Regions from separate parts of the Oncorhynchus mykiss genome. Here region 1 is linked to region 2. A link is a contact called in public Hi-C data. All regions are on one chromosome and are shown on one strand. Each heading gives the region's core, a stretch centred on a gene start, on an enhancer-like site or on the middle of the called end of the contact. The rest is flanking DNA. Distances are from core to core; before and after follow the strand shown. Region 1 holds the start of LOC110491353. Region 2 holds the start of si:dkey-21c1.4 (flocculation protein FLO11).

The links. A called contact is a pair of places that touch in the nucleus more often than the background predicts.
Region 1: a Hi-C map of liver shows a contact between it and region 2, with 4 times the contacts expected there. The contact joins the promoter of LOC110491353 here to the promoter of si:dkey-21c1.4 in region 2. A contact is called at or near these places in 2 of 3 Hi-C or Micro-C datasets (blood and liver).

Annotation. Positions count from the first base shown.
Region 1 is chr16:11,842,756-11,849,920 of USDA_OmykA_1.1, reverse strand. It overlaps LOC110491353, which reads left to right and starts at 5,404. Exons shown (of 5, transcript XM_021564732.2): 1 at 5,404-5,548; 2 at 6,737-7,165. The coding sequence starts at 6,887.
Region 2 is chr16:11,712,190-11,718,349 of USDA_OmykA_1.1, reverse strand. si:dkey-21c1.4 (flocculation protein FLO11) reads right to left here and starts at 4,629. Exons shown (of 5, transcript XM_021564724.2): 1 at 4,223-4,629; 2 at 2,732-3,877; 3 at 2,416-2,517; 4 at 1,595-1,711; 5 at 675-1,510. The coding sequence starts at 3,875. The coding sequence ends at 1,482. It overlaps LOC110491344 (BRD4-interacting chromatin-remodeling complex-associated protein-like), which reads left to right. Exons shown (of 12, transcript XM_021564720.2): 12 at 1-802.

The DNA of each region.
Region 1 (7,165 bases), core at 4,155-6,654, 130 kb before region 2:
CTGTATCTGCATGGCATTTTGTCTTAATTTTGGCCGATTAACTCATGTTTATTTCTGTAGATTAACTCGTGTTTTTGCTCCGTTTTTCTTCTCAGGCCAGACAACAACCCATACTGCAGGCCTACTGTTCCATAAAGAAGTCAGCCAGCGTTTGTACCAAGACTGGCATGGGCCATCATTCAAACAAAGAGATGCCTCCCTGGCCACCAGTGCATATTTCCAAATTGCGTTAGCATTACCTGATCTGTGTTTGAATGTGACTGTGATGACAATACAATCTAAAAACTATGTGGGTAGTCTTTTGTCCATTCTTTAATCATTTATTGTATGTTTGTAATTTTAGTGCACTATTTTTGTTTAATGGTGATTAATCACATTGTCTGAAAGTGTTCAAAACACACTGAAAACACACTGAAAATGCACTGAAAACAACGCCATGTAAAAACAAATTGACATTGAGGTTAAAGAAAGTGCGCTTTTTCAATTGACCTGATTTTGCTAACCGTCACTTTAGACCAAATCAATATGTCAATATTAGTGTAACGTTTTTATATAAACAAAATCTTAATTTCAGAATTTGCGATTAATCGTAGCAAATCCTGTGATTAACTCAATTACATTTGAATCATTTGACAGTCCCAATTTTAATATATTCTTTGCTAGAAATATGACTATTCATTAGTAGTAGCCTTAATTAATAAATTGCACCATACAGGGTTATAAATGGGGCTACCTTTGGTTCCGTGAAGAAGAATCCCTAGGGTTCTGATGAAAGAACGCTACAAAAGGGTTCTAGAACTTTAAGGGGTATGAAGCAAGCGATAGAACCCTTTTCGGGTTCTTTATGGAACGTATTTTTCTTGGATTGTAGAGAAATTAGAAAAACTACTCGTCTTTTTTTACAGACTTTGTTTTATCTCCCGACTTCAGGGCATAAGATCCCTCATGAAGTTAAAAGCTAAATGTGTTTTTGTCTTCACAAGTCTTTGAAGTTTGGTGTTCATTGGTAAAGGTTTGTTATCTCTAACCCAGATCTCTGCTCTGCCTGTGTGAGTGTGTGTGTGTATTGAGCAGGCTGATTCTCTGGTTAGCTCTGTGCTGAGCTGGAAGCCAATGCAATGTGTAGATGATTATCTTATCTCTCATCCAACTCTCCCTGTCTCATTTCCTTCACCTCCTCCAGCCTGTCAATGTGTAGATGATTATCTTATCTCTCTCTCTCATCCAACACTCCTTGTCTCCTTTCCTTCACCTCCTCCAGCCTGTCAATGTGTAGATGATTATCTTATCTCTCATCCAACACTCCTTGTCTCCTTTCCTTCACCTCCTCCAGCCAGTCAATGTGTAGATGATTATCTTATCTCTCATCCAACACTCCTTGTCTCCTTTCCTTCACCTCCTCCAGCCAGTCAATGTGTAGATGATTATCTTATCTCTCTCTCTCATCCAACTCTCTTTGTCTCATTTCCTTCACCTCCTCCAGCCTGTCAATGTGTAGATGATTATCTTATCTCTCATCCAACACTCCTTGTCTACTTTCCTTCACCTCCTCCAGCCAGTCAATGTGTAGATGATTATCTTATCTCTCATCCAACACTCCTTGTCTCCTTTCCTTCACCTCCTCCAGCCAGTCAATGTGTAGATGATTATCTTATCTCTCTCTCTCATCCAACTCTCTTTGTCTCATTTCCTTCACCTCCTCCAGCCAGTCAATGTGTAGATGATTATCTTATCTCTCTCTCTCATCCAACACTCCTTGTCTCATTTCCTTCACCTCCTCCAGCCAGTCAATGTGTAGATGATTATCTTATCTCTCATCCAACACTCCTTGTCTCCTTTCCTTCACCTCCTCCAGCCAGTCAATGTGTAGATGATTATCTTATCTCTCTCTCTCATCCAACTCTCTTTGTCTCCTTTCCTTCACCTCCTCCAGCCTGTCAATGTGTAGATGATTATCTTATCTCTCTCTCTCATCCAACACTTCTTGTCTCATTTCCTTCACCTCCTCCAGCCAGTCAATGTGTAGATGATTATCTTATCTCTCATCCAACACTCCTTGTCTCCTTTCCTTCACCTCCTCCAGCCAGTCAATGTGTAGATGATTATCTTATCTCTCTCTCTCATCCAACTCTCTTTGTCTCCTTTCCTTCACCTCCTCCAGCCTGTCAATGTGTAGATGATTATCTTATCTCTCTCTCTCATCCAACTCTCTTTGTCTCCTTTCCTTCACCTCCTCCAGCCTGTCAATGTGTAGATGATTATCTTATCTCTCTCTCTCATCCAACTCTCTTTGTCTCCTTTCCTTCACCTCCTCCAGCCAGTCAATGTGTAGATGATTATCTTATCTCTCATCCAACACTCCTTGTCTCCTTTCCTTCACCTCCTCCAGCCAGTCAATGTGTAGATGATTACCTTATCTCTCTCTCTCATCCAACTCTCTTTGTCTCCTTTCCTTCACCTCCTCCAGCCTGTCAATGTGTAGATGATTATCTTATCTCTCTCTCTCATCCAACTCTCTTTGTCTCCTTTCCTTCACCTCCTCCAGCCTGTCAATGTGTAGATGATTATCTTATCTCTCTCTCTCATCCAACTCTCTTTGTCTCATTTCCTTCACCTCCTCCAGCCAGTCAATGTGTAGATGATTATCTTATCTCTCTCTCTCTCATCCAACTCTCTTTGTCTCCTTTCCTTCACCTCCTCCAGCCTGTCAATGTGTAGATTATTATCTTATCTCTCTCTCTCATCCAACTCTCCTTGTCTCCTTTCCTTCACCTCCTCCAGCCAGTCAATGTGCAGATGATTATCTTATCTCTCTCTCTCATCCAACTCTCTTTGTCTCCTTTCCTTCACCTCCTCCAGCCAGTCAATGTGTAGATGATTATCTTATCTCTCATCCAACACTCCTTGTCTCATTTCCTTCACCTCCTCCAGCCAGTCAATGTGTAGATGATTATCTTATCTCTCTCTCTCATCCAACTCTCCTTGTCTCCTTTCCTTCACCTCCTCCAGCCAAAGAAGGAGCATGGTTCAAATCAGATAATTTGCACCCTTCCTTTGGCTCTTGTTTACTCTCCTTATGATGGAGGCTAGTGAGGGGATTGGAATCGGGCTGAATCACACCTACCTATAACCTTGTTGCTACTCAGCAAAACAGGGCACACTCACACACACAACCTGTCCCTGTTTCTTTGTTGCTGTTGTTCCATACCCATCTTGTACCTCGCCTACTACACAAGAGTCACATGGTACAGTGCTGATTTTACAAATGTGCAGTTGTCATGGCAACACAAGGGTTACTACATGTCTGAGTGGTTGACAGAGCTCTCTCCAGTTCCTATTGCTAATTTGAGGAGCTACAATAGCACTCATACTGTTCGACAGGGGAGGATGTGACCAGGGATGATCACGTATAGAATACATTAGAATTAGAATTTAGAATTAGACTGCAGCATTAGAGTTAGACATGTGGAATCAGGCCATGAGTAGGCTACTGATGGAAATCTTCACTGGGTCAAAATAGGTGGAGCTTTGAAGATTTAACTTCACTTAACACAGGCTGAGTGATGACAGCACACGCACATCTGAAGCTTTCATGAGGTTTCATGATGTCGTTGTAGAGTGTGTGTGTGTGTGTGTGTGTTCCACAATCCTACCCAGAGGCTTAGGTTCCAATCCCATTACCCCACCCCCTCCCCCCGCTCCTCATCCCCAAACCGTCCCATTAAAAAGAGCCAGCTCCCACAGCTAAGACAGTTGGTATGGTAACGGATCAGTAAAACTCAGAGTCTCTCCTTTTCAACACCCTTCCCTCTGAGGCAACCAGACAGACACAGTACTAACCCTCCCTGTGTGGGTTGTAAGGATGTGTGAATATGCTGTACTGCTAGAGAGAGGGAGAAAGAGAGCGGGGGGGTACAGGGACAGATAGACAGACAGATAGAGAGTCAGACAGGAAAACAGACAGGTACAGAGATGAACAGAGAGTTAGGCGGTACAGGGACAGACAGACAGACAGATAGAGAGTCAGACAGGAAAACAGACAGGTACAGAGATGAACAGAGAGTTAGGCGGTACAGGGACAGACAGACAGACAGACAGACAGACAGACAGACAGACAGACAGACAGACAGACAGACAGACAGGAAAACAGAGAGCGAGGCGGGGGTGTTTGTCTTCAGCAGCACTGTGTAGCGACAGATCGTTTATCATCTCCTGCCGCCGGCACGGATGGTGTTCAGCGATATCATCCACCGCAGAGTGTGTCTGTCAGGAGATGTTTACAGGAACTCTCTCTTCCACCGGCATCTCCGCCCCCTCCATATGGAGTCAGTGATGAAAAGAAGTGTGTGTGTGTGTGTGTGTGTGTGTGTGTGTGTGTGTGTGTGTGTGTGTGTGTGTGTAAGCTTGAGTGAGTGGAGATTAAAGTGTGGCCACACCTATTTTAAGGTCAATGTCATACATAACCTCTGACTGAACCGGAAGTTCTGTAGCATTATGGGGCAACACACTACCCCTGTACTATGAGCCCAGGTCGTCACAACAGGAAATGGGGTGAGTCCACACGAAACCAGGACAACAACAACAAAAATAACATGATTTGGGGGATTTTCAGGAAATGTAATTCATAGACTGGAAATTTGGAGGAAGGGTTGTTGACATATATCATTAATTAATGTAAGAAAATTGTTATTGAAATAAAAATGCTACTCATATTACAGATATATTTATTAGACCAATATCTGCTTTGTAGCACCTACAGATGAAATACTGTGGAGGCCTGGGTATTGCCAAAATGTCATATATATGCCAAAATATGAATTATATATATTATGCTTTTAGATACAAATGTTTAAAAAAAATATGTGAACAATACTTCTTTCGAAGGACTATGGATTAAAGTTATGGATTAAAATCCCAATAATATACAGTACCAGTCAAAAGTTTGGACACACATCTCATTCAAGAGTTTTTCTTTAATTTTTTATATTTTCTACATTGTTGAATAATAGTGAAGACATCAACACAATGAAATAACACACGTGGAATCATGTAGTAACCAAAACATTGTTAATCAAATAAAAATAGATTTTATATTTGAGATTCGTCAAAGTAGCCATCCTTTGCCTTGATGACAGTAATGGAGCCATATGTGTTATTTCTTAGTTTTGATGTCTTCACTATTATTCTGCAATGTAGAAAATAGTAAAAATAAAGAAAATCCCTTGAATGAGTAGGTGTGTCCAAACTTTTGACTGGTACTGTATATATATATATTTTTTTGAGTCTTTGTTAGATGGTAGGGTATTTGCATATTAATGTATTTTTCAAGCAACGTATAGGGGAGTTATTCTCCAGTCTAGTAGGTGGCGGTAATGCAACATTTATTGGATGCCAACCTCCGTTAAACTTCATCAAAGAAGAAGAATAAGATCTAGAGCTGATTTGCAACCCGCCGAAGCAGATCTGGAGAAGAAGGAAAATGTCTCCTGTCTCCACACGCACCGTTCTAGGATCAGCTGGCCGTTAGGAAAACGCAAACAGCAAAGTGGTGAGTCGGAAAACCCTCACTAGTTGCACTGCAGTGAAGGTTAGCGCGAAAATGTTGTGCAACCTGTTCTGAATGTGTTGTATCATAATTTCGATTGGGCCTTATCAAAGGCGCTACCTTCCCCCTTTGAGGCCTAGCCAGCCATGTTTAGGTTTAGACGAAAATAGCGAATATTAACGGTTTACTTTTCACCAAACAGAATTGCGACTGTGGTTCGGGTAACTTGCAACGGTAGCAGTTACTGTGTACTTATAACAAACTTTTTGGTCCCAATCTATCATCTGAGTAGCTAGCTACATGCTTTTAATGAATGCACTGTGTTGGATTTACATAGGAAGCAGGTGTCCTTGCCAAATAGAAGATACCTAGCTTGCTAGCGACGTCCGGCCCGGAGCGCCTCCGGTGTGCGCGTGGGTGACCAACAGAGGGCGAGTTAAAATGTGACGTCAAAACTCCTAATGTTGTTTTTTGCATGACGACAAAGCGTTCTTATTACGAGCCCACAATATGTCATACAAATGTTATAGACATTCATTATTTACCAGAATATAATCTTAAATATAAGTAATATACATTGCTGAATTGGAGAGGGTGGGAAAGAGGATAAATATCTGCGACTGGTGGGAATTATTTATTTAATTGGTAGTCGAGTACCTCAACTCCATGATGATTCACGAGTTGGGCACAGACTAGAGTTTTAGAAACGAACCTCCGACTCGCGATACAGTCGATACTTCGAAAGTGAAAATTCTCAAACCCTTGTTATGTACCTATGTTTCTCATCTGCGTGCCTTTGTTTGCTGAAGTCCATACTTTTTAATAAAACGTTATTCAAAAACAACCACCGACTGTTTTCTCATTGCTGTTCCTCTAAGAGGACAACTCGCAAATTGAAAATCAACAAGGAAACAGTCGGTCGTTGTATTTTATTAACGTTTTATTAAAAGGTACGGATTTCAGCAAACAAAAAATGGCGGGCTAACGTAAGGGTTTAAGAATTCACATTTTTGAAGCATCGACTGCATAGCGACTCGATGAGATAAGAGATTCATAAGAACAACAACCCTAGTCTGGATGTGAGGTACTTGGGGAATCTAATTAGGACATTTGTATTATTGTAATGGCTTATTAATGATGACTATTACTCTGTAGACTAAAGTTTGATGTCTGTTTTTTTCTGTCCTACAGACTTTACCCATAACTGACCTTAGAGCAGTGTGAAAGCTCATTCTCATCCTACCCCGGACATTGCAAACAAATATAGAAAGGTTCAGGAGAAACTCTTCCACACTCCAAAACAGTCACCCAGGAATTGAAGAGGAAGTGACATCAGAGCAGATGGAATCAAATCAGAGCCTGGCGGGGGTGGACTCCCAGGGCAACATGGTGTTCAGAGTGGTTAAACCTGTCATGGGCATCTTCCAAGTCTCCTCAGAACAGACCAACTCTGTCGGACAGGGGGGGTCGCAGCAGATGATGGTTGAGGGGCTGACGGGGTTACAAGGGTTATCCAATCTCCCCTCCATGGTGCTGGGGGATGGACAGGGTCAGGGCCAGCAGCGAATGGGGGATGTGAACCAGATGCAAGCCCAGATTCAGATCCCAGCAGAGGACATG
Region 2 (6,160 bases), core at 3,380-5,879:
CACGATTTGTGTTGTTAGGGATGTGTGTACCAGCGAAGTTAACACGCAACCACTGTAACCATGGTGAGATTTAATGACTCTGGAAGGTCATGGGTTGTATGTCTCTGCGTACGTACGCTGGACGAATGTCACTCATTACTTCGCCTGCTTAACTTTCCTCTCCTCTTCTATCCATCACGTCACTCAATCCTCCTGCCCCGCCCAACAATTATACCCCAATCAACAGGAGAGAGAGAGAGAGGGGAGTGTCTATGCTCATAAATTGACTGAATGAACAGACTGAAGGCTTTAGAGAGAGAACACAGCTGTCTGTTTTACATGTTGTCTTGTCAACCCTCTGTATTTCAGCCCTGGTCCTGACCACCCCCATGTCTCAAATTACACCCTATGCCTGTGATAGTGCACTACTTTTGACAAGCTTATGTGGCGTGGAGCAAAAGTAGTGCACTTAATGGGGAACAGTCGTTTCCCACAGGAGTGCCTAAGGTTGATAAACTAGGCTCTTTCTGCCAAGGAGTGACACATTTTTACTTCATTACCCCCATTTTCACTGTTTACTTTTGTCTCACTCTGTACATGATTTGTATAGTTTTTATATATATCTATATATAAAAATGAAACAATATTTATACTTTTTTGTAAAGAAGAAGAATGTAAAAACAGTTTTTTTTTTGTATTCTGTTGGCTATGAAGTGTTCCAAGTGAAATTGTTACAAATACTGTGTTGTTCATTTTTAGTTTGTGTTCACTACAACAGAAAGAGAAAAGTCAACAATAAATTCATTTTGAATACAATCATAAATGGGCATAGCCTGATTCATTTGAAACTTGACCTTTCTCAAACATGTAGTATTGGTAAAACCTTCACAGTCAGTTAAATACTGCAAGCACACACACTGTAATACTTGTTATTATAGTATTACTATACTTGGGCCAGTTTGTCTACATTCAATCATTTGAGGCATTGATTGGGAGGGCATGCTACACACAGTACATTGTCAGTTTAAACAAAAACAGTCCAACAGTGACACTTGCTGGATTGGCTGGGAGTCCTTTAGGAGTGCTGAATTAGCTTTGATGCTGTTCTTACTAGTTTAGAGAGAACACAATTCATTTTTAACTTGTCCTAGAAGCAGACGTGCTGTAACATTGAGATATCCTTCTCTTTCATAAACAGTTAACAAAACAACAGCAAATGCGACATAAATACTTAAAGAGTTGTACACAAGGTTTACAAGAAATTAAACTTCAAACTGAAATGAGACCATTTCCCTGGGCACCTCAGTGTTGCTTCTGTATACATTTCATCTCCTTTCACACAGAAGAATATGTGTATGAAGCCAAAGCGTTTTCGCCATTGCTGCAGCTCGTCAAATATGTCTCCTGTTGGAAAATGTTTCTCCACCACACCACTAGGGGCGCGCTTCCAGAGTGAGAGGTTTCCCCTATGTTTGACCCCTACCGCTGGCGCTCAGCAGGGCTCAGTGGTACTTCCTCCAGCGGTCATGCTCTAATGAGGGAAAACACACAAGTCAGTAAACATATAAAGAAAGTCAGTCAATTTTTTGAAGAAAGATTGAAGTCACACACTTACTGATGTGTGGGTAGTGCCAGGTGTAGCCCAGGACGCAGTATCCTGCTAGCAGCATGGCCACTCCTCCCACTCCACCTTTCCTCACATCTATATACCTCCTGTAGTACCACTGCCATCCTAGAGAAAGAAAGAGAGAGATGGTAGATGGACCTAAAAGAGATATCATGGGATAACCAAATAGATTCACTGTGTGTGAATGTGTATGTGTGTGTATGTTTGTCGGGCTGGGTTCCCCTACTGGCGTTTTATTTGGCAACCCCAAGTTTTCTGATAAAAAAACAAACATCTAAAAAGATAAAAACCTACCACCATACCCCGTTCAAAGGCGCTTAAATCTGGCCTTGCCCATTCACCCTCAACGGCACACACACACAATCCATGTCTCAATTGTCTCAAGGCTTAAACATCCATCTTTAACCCGTCTCCTCCCCTTCATCTACACTGATTGAAGTGGATGTAATAAGTGACATCAATATCACCTGGATTCATCTGGTCAGTCTATGTCATGGAAGGAGCAGGTGTTCCTAATGCTTTGTACACTCAGTGTACATTAAAAGTTGTTTCCACTACTTTCAAAGCAACTTAGTAGCCGGTAACTTCTTAATGTTTTGTATACTCAGTGTATGTGATCATAAACAAATGTAAGCTAGGATTAAAATTATTATGTTTTTGTCAAATATCTGTTTGGACTTCTTGCGGTCAATTTGTAGTCTACTAATGATTTGTGACTATGTTCCAGCCCCCTGACCATCCGCTCAATGAAAAACAATCGTCCTATAGCTGAATCTAGTTGATGATCTCTGGTGTAGGGTGTCTTCTACCGCTGATCAGGGCCTGTACTCCATTTCTGGGGTTGCGGGGAGCTCTGGTAGCGATCCAGCAAGGTAGTTCCTTCAGCCTCACCTCCCCTAGAGACAGTTTACCTACAACACAACATGCCAGTCAATCAGTGCTGGTCTCATCTACAGGGAGTAGGGATGTCAATGGTTAACCAGTTAGTTAGTGCTGGTCTCATCTACAGGGAGTAGGGATGTCAATGGTTAACCAGTTAGTTAGTGCTGGTCTCATCTACAGGCAGTAGAGATGTCAATGGATTAGGCAGCCATAATACAGTAAGACCAGAGAAACACTACAGACCCATGATCCTCTGCTCAGTGCCATACTTCATGGTGTCGAATGGCGCTTTCTCCCTTGTCACGCTCTGATTGGCTGTTGCTGACTCTGTCCTCACGGAGGTTTGACCGAGTTCAACCGTGAGCAGTCTTCTGGTCTTGTTATACAGATAGTCTTTGTTACGATCAGCGGTTGTGGTCTGAACACGGTCCAGTACTGTTGAAACGTGGTTGACCATGAGTTGTCCCCTGTTGCTTGTCTTGCTGCGTAGACGGTCTTTATTGAGGTCAGAGGTTATGGTTGGGTTATGGTCCAGTGCGATTGTCTTGCTGTACAGACGGTCAGGTTTGACGGTGGTGTGGTCCTGGATGCTGGGTCTGGGCTGACCACTGCCTGACCCCTGCAGCTTCTCTTCTCCTCCCACCTCCTCCCTACTGCTCCCCACCTCCTCCTTCCAGAAGGGTCTTGCTTCACTCTGTGCCCCTGGTAAAGGCTCCTGGGATAGTGTGGCAGCAGCTCTGGCTGTCTGAGCGGATAGTTCAATCTGCTCCCGCAGTGAAACCTTCTTCTTAGAGGCAGCTTTGGCTTTAGTGCTCACTGGGGCTGTGGCAGGGACTGGGGCTGTGGCAGGGACTGGGGCTGTGGCAGGGACTGGGGCTGTGGCAGGGACTGGGGCTGTGGCAGGGACTGCTTTGAGTTTGGCTATCGCTTTGGGTTTTGTGTGGATATTGGCTGGATCTTTTGCCAGACTGTCCTTGGAGAGAATGAAAGTCTCATCAAGGAGCTTCTGCCGTTTCTTTGAAGTTGTTGTTGATGACGATGACGATGAGGAGGAGGAAGGTGATGGTGTCTTCTTATTGTTTTTAGTAGTTGTCAATGATGATGATTTCTTACTCTTGGTTGTAGTTGCCAATGGTGATAACGCTGGTGATGGAGATGAAGATGATGCCTTCTTACTCTTAGTAGAAGTTGTTGATGGTGATGAAGAAGACGATGATAAAGATGTCTTCTTGCTGTTCTTGTCTGTGATGAGGTCAGCTGGGCCAGGGGGGGTCTGCGACCTTTGTGTGGTTGTGGTGACCGGAGCCATCTTGCATCTGGGAAGGTGGCTGTTCAGTCTCTTGAAGTTTTTCCCACAGAACGGGCATGTTTCACTGGAGGACGACATCACTGCTGGAAAAGAGACAGGATTATAGATGATGTAAATATGATGTTGTTATTATGGTCTGACAGAGTTTGACACAAATGATGAAATTATTTTCCAGAATGTTGTCTCTTACAACCCATAACTTTCTAGCTTTAATATCTTAAGAGAAAAACTCTACATAATCTATACATGAATATGTAATACATGCATTACTTTTCTCGCAATCAAATGGGTTAATGAGTTTGACGACCATTATTAGGCTTTTATAGTCTGCATAGCCAGAGTCGTGCTCCTGACAATGGGAAATGCCATGTTGGCTTACATAACCCGCATGACGAGTCTTGAGCGGTAGAATCAATTTTACTTGCCGTTTGTTGGTTGCTAGAACGAAACCAGCGGCACTTCAACATCTTCTAATGCTTATCATCTTCTTCTTGACGAAATGTAAACTTGTGTCATTTTACTGTACGCGTGGAACATTTGGTGCACACGTTGTTTCAACCATAACATTTTGGTCTGCTAAATACTTTTGGAAAAGACCCCTTGGGTAGCACAAGTAAACGCCTGAGGAAATGAGCTAGATAATTCCACATCGAAAATATTTTCAGCACAAATAAAGCTTTAAAAATGTCTGATAGTACTTTCTCTAATCGAACTGTTATTGCACTCATTACCGATACAGCAATTGGTTAGATTTGTAACGGTAAAAACGAAACAATGTATCTCGTAGTCTAGAGAACGTGTGCGTGGTAGTTGAAAATAGATCTTTGCTGACCCCTAGTGGAAGCTACACCCACAGATAGAACAATGAGACAGAAATTTCACCGGATGTATAAATGTGAAACATCCGCTTGGAGTTTACACTCCCTACCAAATATGGTGGTAAGCGGAAGCCCAGTGGACGGAAGTGGGAAGGCCAAATCAAATGAAACGCGAAAGAGCGTGTACTCGCTGGAATGATTATGCACGGTAGTGAATGACAGAAAACAGGCGCTTGAAATTAGAAAGCAAGTCCACTTTTCTCGCGTGTATGCGAAGCAATGCTCGTTCACGTTTCGTTTGATTTGGCCTGAAGAAAAAAAAACGATATGGATTTTGAGGGACATTCTGCAAATGTTCTCATCTATGAAACATTTGGTCTCAATACAGTTTTCTTTTCGAAACACTAGCATCACATTTTTGTAGACTTTACACTTTGGCAAAGCTTCCAAAAATTGCGTTGTTTTAGAATGAGTGCAAGGGAGAATTGAGTTAGGGGCTCCCGAGTGGGCAGCGGTCTAAGGCACTGCATCTCAGTGCTAGAGGCATCACTACAGACCCTGGTTCGATTCCAGGATGTATCACAACTGGCCGTGATTGGGAGTCCCATAGTGCGGCGAACAATTGGCCCAGCGCTGTCTGGTTTAGGGTTTGGCCGGGGTAGACCGTCATTGTAAATAATTATTTGTTCTTAACTGACTTGCCCAGTTAAATAAAGGTTAAAAATAAAATAAATATTCACATGCGAAATACAGAGTAAGCGTTCCCTAACGAAAATATGCAAATAACGCTTTGCTCTGCCCACGTCCTTGCTTGTTCTGCCAACTCTGACTCATTGTTCCCATTGAAAACGAGAGGCTGTAGTCTATCTTGGGTTACTTATAAACATCTTTGCTACAGCTCCAGCCTGAACAGAGAGACTGGAACCAAGGATTATTACCTGTTAAATGCGAGTAAAGTACGTAGGATATAACATGTCATAACAGGCCTGATGGAAACAAAAGATTTTGTCGGTAAACGTTCAATATATCGAGTAAAGAAAATACGTTAGACAAGGTGGGATCTTTTTGTGTCGGTAAAATTAATTATGCGAGAATTGTAGAAATCTCGGTGTGAACGCTTTTATGCGCAAATATTAATATAACCATCATATCGAAGTAAATTTGGAGTCACGTGATGACATTGTATGGTTCTCCCACAACAACTCGTCGTGAAAGAATACAGTTTATTCGGCACCCCTCACAGCAACTCGCCCAAGCCTCCCCCATTTCTCCTTCACCCAAATCCAGATGGCTGATGTTCTGAAAGAGCTGCAAAATCTGGACCCCTACAAATCAGCCGGGCTAGACAATCTGGACCCTCTCTTTCTAAAATTATCTGCAGAAATTGTTGCAACCCCTACTACGAGCATGTTCTACCTCTCTTTTGTATCGTCTGAGATTCCCATAGATTGGAAAGCTGCCGAGGTCATCCCCTTCTTCAAAGGGGGAGACACTCTAGACCCAAACTGCTATAGATCTATATCTATCCTACCCTGCCTATCTAAG